3 separate regions of the Zea mays genome follow, and all the other regions are linked to region 2. The links are chromatin contacts, called in public Hi-C maps. All regions are on one chromosome and are shown on one strand. The core of a region is the stretch at or near the end of the contact, and the rest is flanking DNA. Distances in the headings are between cores, read along the strand shown.

What was found. Hi-C and Micro-C count contacts between places; a contact is called where the count stands out from the background.
Region 1: a contact with region 2 is called in a Hi-C map of ear, with 3 times the contacts expected there. The contact joins the promoter of LOC100192630 here to the promoter of LOC100192632 in region 2. A contact is called at or near these places in 3 of 25 Hi-C or Micro-C datasets (ear, endosperm and tassel).
Region 3: a Hi-C map of ear shows a contact between it and region 2, with 1.8 times the contacts expected there. The contact joins the promoter of LOC100283652 here to the promoter of LOC100192632 in region 2. A contact is called at or near these places in 2 of 25 Hi-C or Micro-C datasets (ear and tassel).

Annotation. Positions count from the first base shown.
Region 1 is chr4:126,723,463-126,726,592 of Zm-B73-REFERENCE-NAM-5.0, reverse strand. LOC100192630 reads left to right here and starts at 1,840. Exons shown (of 2, transcript NM_001137844.1): 1 at 1,840-2,018.
Region 2 is chr4:127,091,015-127,094,035 of Zm-B73-REFERENCE-NAM-5.0, reverse strand. LOC100192632 (avr9 elicitor response protein) reads left to right here and starts at 1,569. Exons shown (of 11, transcript NM_001137846.2): 1 at 1,569-2,006. The coding sequence starts at 1,903.
Region 3 is chr4:127,598,576-127,601,725 of Zm-B73-REFERENCE-NAM-5.0, reverse strand. LOC100283652 (gibberellin receptor GID1L2) reads right to left here and starts at 1,671. Exons shown (of 1, transcript NM_001156553.2): 1 at 485-1,671. The coding sequence starts at 1,574. The coding sequence ends at 576.

The sequences.
Region 1 (3,130 bases), core at 591-3,090, 370 kb after region 2:
CTTTTCTTCCTTCCTTTCTTTGTCTTCTTGATTCTTTTGGACTTCACTTAGCTGAGTCCCTGGCACTGAGACAAGAATGGTTAGCATATAAAATAATTGACCAAGCGTCTAGAGCTTACCTTTACTCTTTATTTGCATCTCTTTAACACTTGGTATGTTTGGGGTCAATGTTGGACTCTAAACCATCAAGTCAACTTGACTTGATCTGATTGACATATCTGAGCTCTGACCCCCTTGTTCACTTCTCGAGCTTGATCTTGAGCCTTATGACTTACACCACATAACTGTAGATGTTACCTCATTGGTTGTAAGTCATGTCCTTATGTAGTGATCCTTGATGCACCATAACTCTTAACTCGATCAACCTTGACTTTGCAAGTCTTCTTCTTCACCCCTGGCTTTGGGTTCCTGGTCTCCTTGACCTTATCCCGTGCACTCGGTACCTCGAAGCTCTTCTTGCCTCCATCCTTGGCTTGATCGGTTGTCTCTGAGTTACGCACACCGAGTCTCACTTAAGCATTGTTCATTATCTATAGATAATCCAGTCTTTGGACCATCACACTTGTTCACTTGTGTTGAACCCTATTATCTTTGCATTAGGCACCTGTTCAACACTTAACACACTTATTAGTCCTTTAATTGGGTTGTCATCCAAACACCAAAACCCACAAGAGAGCTTTCAGTCTGTTTGGTTCAAATTTTCTTGAGAGCTTTTATAATAATCTAGATTCATGGATAATCTAGCTATCACAAGAATGTGTATATCGCGGAGCTTGTGTGTGGAGCATGATGAATGGGTCTGTACGATTTAGGGTTTAGGAGCGATGTTTTTTTTCCGATGCAACAACTTGGCAAATTCATATTTGTATTGATTTGGATGGTTTTTACATAAACGATTTTCACATAAGCAATTGAGAAGCGAAGCATTTGGTGGTTAGAATTCGCTTCTGCCCGCTAGAATAAGCTGAGAAGCCGAAACAAGCATGCCCATAGTAGAGACTATAACTTAATTATTTGTCACTTATTTATTATTTTTAAAATTATAAGAAAATCATATAATATTTATACTACCATAATACATATTATTGCTATATTACATGGCTTAAACAATATTAATATCACAAAGAAAAGAACTTAATTAAAATATAGAAAAGCATAATATTCTTGTCATATGTATTGAGAGCTTTTTTCTTAATACAAATAATATATAAGAGGATCATTAGACAACTGTGCTCTATATTTGGTGCGAGATGCTTTACTGGGCTCCATTAGATAGAGCTTTATACTGTCCTATCAAATCGTGTATATAGTCATACAAAACACCATTTATATCGTAGGTTGCAATGTTCATATAGTGACATTTCTATTACTATAAAGCATAGTCGTCCTGCGTGAAGTGTGTAGTGTGTAGGTTTATTCCTCTCCTAGTAGTGGTGCATGAAAACCTCTTAAACCCTTATTAGTAATTCGTTACCTCGTAGATAGGTAATGACCATCTAAACTCAATACGTAAGTAAGCCACACACAATGCAACGCTTATATAATATCACTGTGTTCGCTAAAAGAAGACAAACGATTGAGCCGCATATAAAAAGGTTGTCGAACTATTTTCTAACTCATACCTTTTCACGTCTTTTAGCTAAGATAAATTATAATATTTATTTTTGTGTGTCATCACATATTCTATTAATTGAAAATAAATGATTAAACATGAGACAAAATGGGTAAACTAGGAGAGACAACCTAAATCCGACCCGTTGTTATCCTGGCCAGCCGCCAGCGCCCAGCGGCCTGCTTTTGTTCTCCAGCCCAGTTACCCCCGCAGCCCCGTGCCCCCGTATACTCGATTTCTATTTCTCTCAATCGGTTCTCTCGTTCTCCTACCTCCCTTGCGCTCTGCGACTCTCTTCTTGTCTCTGGTGGCGACGAGCTGACGATTGGGCGGCCGCCGCCGCCGACCTACGCCAGGTGCCCGAGTCTCCACCTTTGGACCTTCACCGGCGACGAACACCCACCAGGTTTGCCCACCCCTTTTCGGTTCCTGCGCGCGAAACCTAGCACCCAAGCTATTTGTATTCGGATCTGATCTGATCCAGTTACAAGTGTAGTATACATATATTATGCCCGCGTTTTTTTTTCAAAAAGGTTTATACATGTGTATACCCATGGTCCCGTCTGCCCCTGTTTATACTGTGTATTCAGTTTATTTAGGATTTTGCTGTAGTCTTTAGGCGATTGCTTAATGAAATGTTTTAGCCTGACAGACTAAACCATACCTTAAAGTAGGAATACTGGATATCAAGCGTAGTTGCTATCCGGTCTATACAACAACAGCAAAAAGTATTTTATCCCAAGCAAGTTTAGAAGTCAAGATTCGGCACATGGATATCTATTTTTCATGCACCCTTCACATCCTTTCAAATCTCCTTTAAATGTCTCTTCCTATATCAACTTTGGTCTTGCTCTTCCTCTCCTCTCATTACGGCCTCGTCTTAGGATCCACTACACACTGATGTCTCTGGAGGTCTCCGTTGGACATATCCAAACCATCTTAACCGTTGTTGGACAAACTTTTCTGCAATTGGTGCTACCCTACCCTATCACATATATCATTGTTCCAGACTTGATCTCTTCATGTATGACCACAGATCCATCATTCGGGACTTGATCTCTTCTTGTACGACCACAAATTCAATGAAACATAGGTATTTCTAACACTTATCTGCTGAACATGTCATCTTTTTGTAGGCCAACATTGTACACCATACAACATAAGCACATAGCAGGTCTTATCGCCTTCCTATAAAACTTTTCTTTTAGCTTTTGTGTATCTGCTGAACATGTCGTCTTTTTGTAGGCTGAACATACCATACAACATAGCAGGTCTAATCGCTGTCCTATAAAACTTGCATTTTAGCTTTTGTGGTACCTTGTTGCCAATTGCCATATCACTATTTTTGACATAATGGTACTAAGGGTCTGTTTGGCTGAGCTGTGGCTGTGAAAAAAAACTGTTGTGGGTTGTGAGCTGTGAAAAAACTGTTGTGGGATATGAGTTGTGAAAAAAGCAGAAAGCCGTTTGGTTCGAACAACTGTGAAACTGTAGGTTTGCTATGAAATGTCTGTAATG
Region 2 (3,021 bases), core at 320-2,819:
TCGAGCTGAGTCCTTACTTCGGGAACAAAAGCTCATGAGGTCAATTGTTTCCGAAGTTTTCGCTGATGCTTTTGGTTCGCCAAGCTCCACTAAAAGGCAGGGGCATATGTTGGACACCAAAATGAGCGGACGGTCCGGCCCTTGGGCCCGGACGGTCCGCGTGTCCCGAGATTAGATTAACTCGGATGTTTATCCTTATCTCGTACGTGGTTATCCATCTAATCACGTGGAAGTTTGTTGGCTATCTCTTAGGAAAAGGTCCAGACCTCCTCCCCTATAAATATAAAGGGGTACGGCCGATTGAGAACCCCCGAACACATTCCAATCGAACCAATTACCTTATTTACTTTTCCTGCCCTAGGAGTAGATGTAGCATAGTTCTAGTTGTAGTCTTCCACATATCCACCTCCACCCCTATTCGACTCTACGTCGTCTAGATCTGTCTTGGGTGGTCTGCCGATCCCAAGACGACCCTAGGATCTCACCCCTCCCGGGGGGCAAGATCTAGTTGTCCATCCAAGACATCTTCCTCGAATTGATCTCTTAATTCCTAGGCGACGTCGTCTAGGGACGCCCTGGGTTACCTGTCGACCCAGAGCACCTTAAGATCTTTTCCCCCTAGGGGACGAGATCTAGATTCCAGCAAGGAGGAGGAAGACGACCCTATCGCCAGGTCGCGGACCGTCCGGCCGTCAGGCAGGGAACCCTAGCCTTGTGCCAGGTCGCGGACCGTCCGGCCCTGTGCCGCGGACCGTCCACGCCTGACCAGAAAGCACCGCTGGTGGTTCTTGTTAAGTGATTGGTGCCCTAAAAAGTTATCAACACCATCTTCACCTTATGATAGGCCGTAGGTGCCTAATCAAACAAAGTGCACCTTTTTTTAAAACCCATTTTTGCACCCGGCAACGTCGTTTGTTTTGGAAGCAAAAGGATTTCTCAACCGTCCTGACTTCCCATGTTGTCTTTCGCCAACCTTTCGTCCTTCCTACTACTCGTACAATGCTGTACAGTCCTAACAGTAGTTTTCAAGGCGATGCATTACTCTCTGGTTATTTTTGTGCTATAAAACTTGTTCTCTCTTCTCGTTAGTCTAGGTGACGTTCATTCGTAAACAAGTCGAGACCCTGGATCTTAGTTAACCTATTTACATCCGTGACTGATATACCGTACCTAACTCAAAACAATGGCCCAAGTCCAACCAATCACCAGCTCGTCAAGACTAATGACGTACCTCCTGCTGCTGTGCTGCATCACATCACATGATCAAACAATTGAAGCAACCAGATGGCCTGCTTCGATTCTCCCGTGCCATTTTGCAGCCATGGTCTAGTACAGCCTACCTTTGGGATCAAAAAGTTTTAATCACACCCAAGAAAAGTGAGAATCTAAGTGAAAACAATGATTAGTATGGTTTTAATACCATAAACAAGCTGTATTTATTTCCTTTTCTTGGACCTGACAGGGAGGTACACCAGCCCACCTTGCACGGCAGGGCACCCGTCCAAATGCAGCAGTAAATGGGCAAAAGAAAAAATATATATATTGAGGAGTGAAGAAAAAGAAAAGGGAACGAAAATGCTTTCAAAAGTGGGAAGAGGAGGATGACAACAAAGTGTGGGGGGCAAGGGCACATCACGCGCTCCACTGCAGTCTGCAGAGTTTCAGGCGGCCAGCTTCCTCCTCCCCACTCGTTCGGCTCACCACCTCGGTGACCGCTGCCCTTGACGCCTGCTTCGGACGCGGCCTGGCCCTGAAATCTCCGTGCGTGTTTGGCCGAAATCCACGGGAGGGTGCTCGTCTTTGCTGAGCTGCTCCGGCCTCCGGAGCGGAGCTCTGCCTACTTGAGTTCAGGCTTGTTCCGCCATCCGAGGACAAGATTCGGAGCGTCGCCGAAGGGAGGCGATGAAGGGGAAAGGCGGGGCGATGGACCGCAGGTCCTCCGCCAGGTGGAGGGTGTTGCTGCTCTGCGCATTCAGCTTCGGCCTCGGCATGCTCTTCACCGACCGGTGGGTGTGGGTCTCCCTCTATCTCTTCCTACGCGCAAAGCTTTGGATCCCGCCGTGCACTTCCTTTTGCACCTGGGGTTCTTGGGGGTTCCGTTCCTCACCTGGGGTAATGGCGGTCGTGCATTGAAAAGGTCGATTTTTAAGGCCCTCGTCGCGTTTCAGATTTGAAGTCTGAATAAGCTCTTGGCTCAGCCAATGATGTTTTGAGATTTGTTTGGAGGGAGGTTGGATTCCGAGCGCCCTTATCTTTTTCTTATTACATTTTTTTTTTGCTATGGTCTTTCCTTCTTGGAGTTCATGGCGATCTGGTTGGTGGACATATCCTTTTTTATTTCTTAGAAGGGGGAGATCGCGTTTTGATGTCGACTGATGGCGTAGGCATCTTCCTGTACCTGTACGTGCTCATGGCCGCTTGCGTGGTCTGGTGGCGCCTACTGCTGATATACTAAATTATTGGGCCAAAGAAGCAAGGATGGATTTTACTATGTTTTCTAAACGGGTTTTCATCAAACGTTGTCTGAGATTTTACGAAAACGTGAATTGGGGCTAAACTTTTGTGGCAAAAATCGACAAAGCAACTACGCTGAGCTTTGTTAGAGCAAACAACAAGCTTGGATCAGCTGCAAACCGCCTTCATACGTAGAACAGTGTGATTGTTATCAAATATGCTTATCTGCATGATTTACTACACCTTGTTTCTGTTAAGGGGGTGTTTGGTTAGAGGGACTAAAGATTAGTCTCTAGTTTTTAGTCTCATTTAGTCCCTTTTTTGCCAAACACTAGGACTAAAATATGGACTAAAATGATTTAGTCTTTAGTCCTTCACATAGGTGCTAAAAGAGACTAAAAGCCCACATGAGTGTATTCCAAGGGCATTTAAGTCTTTGGACAATGTATTTAATGACTTTAGAATCTATTTAGCCCCTATAACCAAACAAGTAGGGACTAAAGTTTAGTTCTAGGACTAAAGTTTAGTCCTAATACTAATTGAAACCAAACATGGCCTAAAGATCAC
Region 3 (3,150 bases), core at 422-2,921, 510 kb before region 2:
TATGATAAGTTCTAGGCGTGGGTTAGCGGCAAACCTCCAGTCGGCTGCCTGTGAAGGGCGTGTGGTTCTATGTTTCGTTTTCGCACTTTGATCTATGTTAATGACTATGTGGATGTCTCGGGCATCATGATGTAATAAAAAACGGTTATAGCTCTTTAGAGGCTCTTGACGAGAAACATTTTTTTGTGATCATTTGGTAGGGCTTCATGATGAGTCCAAACTAGACCCGCTCAAGGAGCCATGCCGCCAAAGCAACCCTTACTCAATCAGTATTATTTAAATATTTTTTTATCTCTCATTCCCTTAAGGGTGACCTCGTGGCCGCTCGTGCCGCCGTTATCGACTTCTCATCAAAATTGTGTGCCCCTCTCATCAGAATTGTAACGTTAGCATAGATTATATGCTCTTCACCTGAAGTAGTCCAATTTTGCGTGAACGATGAATTTGGCATCAAGTTGGCTAGTCGATGCGTGGGCAAAAATTTCCAAAACAGCTGAAATATATTATTTTATTTTCCACATTGTCACGCAAACACAAAGGAACAAGGGCGCACGCGTCACGGATCACGTTCACGTTCACGGCGCATTGATGAAAGCCGCCATCTTGTCCAGCATCTCCTTGGCCTTGTCGCAGTCGGGTTTGAAGAGGAAGAAGACATGGCCCTCTCCCATGGTCTCCAGCAGCTCGACGCCGGCGGCCTGCCCCAGGCGGCCTCCCCTCGCCGCGGCCACCGCCTCGGCGTACGCGCGGCCGCGCCACCTGAGGAAGTCGCCCTCCGCGGTACACACCATGACGCGCTCACACGCCAGCGTGTGGAGTCCCGGTGCGGCGGGCGCCATGGGGTTCATCCGCGGGTCTTCCATGCTATTAGCATCGGGGCACGCGAAGAACCAGAGTCCGGCGCCCATGGTGCGCACGGCGGGGTCCCTGGGCTCCTCGCCCACGGCCTCGGAGCCCCAGAACCAGGGGTGGATGAGCACGGCGCCCTTGAGCGGCGGCGGGCAGCCCTGCTGCTGCGCCTGGACGACGTCCGGGTGGATGGCGAGGTAGTGGCAGACGTTGCCGCCGGCGCTGTCCCCGGCGACGAAGACGCGCGCGAGATCCCCGTGGGCGGCGACCCAGGGGTCGGCGGCGGAAAGCACCCACTTGAGCGCGGCGAGGCAGTCGTCGTACCCCGCCGGGAGCGGGTGCTCGGGCGCCAGGCGGTAGTCGACGGAGACCGCGAGCGCGGGGCAGGCGGCGGCGAGCCTGTTGAGGAAGAGGTGGTAGTTGGGCGAGGCGGCGGACTCGGCCACGAAGCCGCCGCCGTGCACGAACACGACGACGGGCAGCTTGGCACCGGCGTCGGCCACGGGGGGCAGGTAGAGGCGGGCCGAGTAGGAGCCGAGGTGGACGTCCTTGGATTGGACCCCCGTGGCGGCGTCGTGGCCAGGCTCCACGGGCGGAGCCACCAGGGGCCGCTCGATGCGGCCGCTCTTGTAGACCCGGAGCAGCGGGCCGAACTCGCGCACGACCTCGTCGGACGGGTCGGGGGCGGGGACGGGGAAGGGGAATAAAGGCTTGGACGACGCCATGGCGGACGGCGCCGGACGCAGGCGCGCGCGCTCGTGAGAACCGCGGGGATGGGCGCCGCGCCGAGTGAGTGACGGAGTGAGCGATGCGGGCTGTTGGACTTGCGCTTGCCGCTTGGCGTGCTTTGTCTTGCTCGCCTGCCCAGCCCAGGCGGTTGGTTGGTACTTGGTAGGTTGCGGACTCTTTGATGAGGGACTCGGTCTACGCGTCGCCGGCAGTGCTGACTGCTGACTACGTGAGGGCCGGCACTGCTAGCTTGTCGATTCGCTGTGACCCGAAAGATGTGCGGTGTCCAGTTATCCGGCCTTGATGGAACCTGTTTGTGGACGCACAAGTCTCGCATATACGTATCCTTCAATTTTTTTTCTCTTCCACACACGAGAAGAGGAATTCACTTTCTTCTAGAAGATCTGATGTGATGCTAGTAGTGCTTTCTGCCTGAAAAATCCCCCGTCATTAAATATGCCATTATCTTTTTTTTTCTATTGCAACACGTGGACACATCAAAGCAACTTCAAGCTCCTTTTTCCCACCTCTGAATTTTCTTTCATCATTTTAAGTTATAAGATGCTTTAGCTTTTTAAGCTATATAGCTTATATAATATTCCCTCCCTACCAAATTAATTGGTTTTATTTAATTAATAGATTCATTATATATATATATATATATTTATATTTATATTTATATTTATCTTCGTCCATTTGAATATAGATATAAAACGAAGAGATAAAATGACTACAATTTTAGAAGAGTAGTATATTTCAATATATATATATTATATCTAGATATATGATAAAAATAGTATAAAAATAAAAAAATCTTATAACTAAGGATGAATGAACAATTAATATAAATATAGATTTTAGTAAAAAATATCACCCAACAACTTATTAGCTAGTTGTTTCTCGATAGCTTAAAATAAAGAACGAGATAGGCTCTCTTGTGCAGAAGATGTAGAGAAACAGTAGTTGGAGGATAAAAGGATATAGAGAGTTATTATTATATTAATAGCTCTCAAATAATAATTTAGAATTTAGAGAGGGTGCTCTTATTGTTGTAGACAATTTCATTTGATGTTATCAACTGTAAAGGCAAACAAATATATTGTAGCAATGGACTAACCACAGCTGAAGGTACGGTGAAGGTTGTAAGAGTCTATTTACATGTTCTCTTGCACATAACATATAGAGAAGCGATAATTGGATGATAAAAATACATAGAAAGAAATTTTTTTATTAATAACTCTCAAATAATGAATTAGAATTTAGAGGGTGTGCTCTTATTGGGAGAGCAGTTTCAAGTACCAACTACCAAGGGCTGCACATCATGTTTTACGGAGAGTAAGATTCGAACTCGTAACCTCTCGCTTATGTGCAACCTTCTCCACCACTCCACCTCTTATATCATTTGTGTCTATATTAAATTTTCTCTCCCAAGTATTATAACAAACTGAGAGTAAATTGATTATTTGAGACATTAAATGAATTTAAATGGAAAAGTTGTTAACTACAAAGTTGCATAACTCTTTGAGACCTACGACTTTTATTTAATAGTTTTTTCATCCGAGATCGTTTACA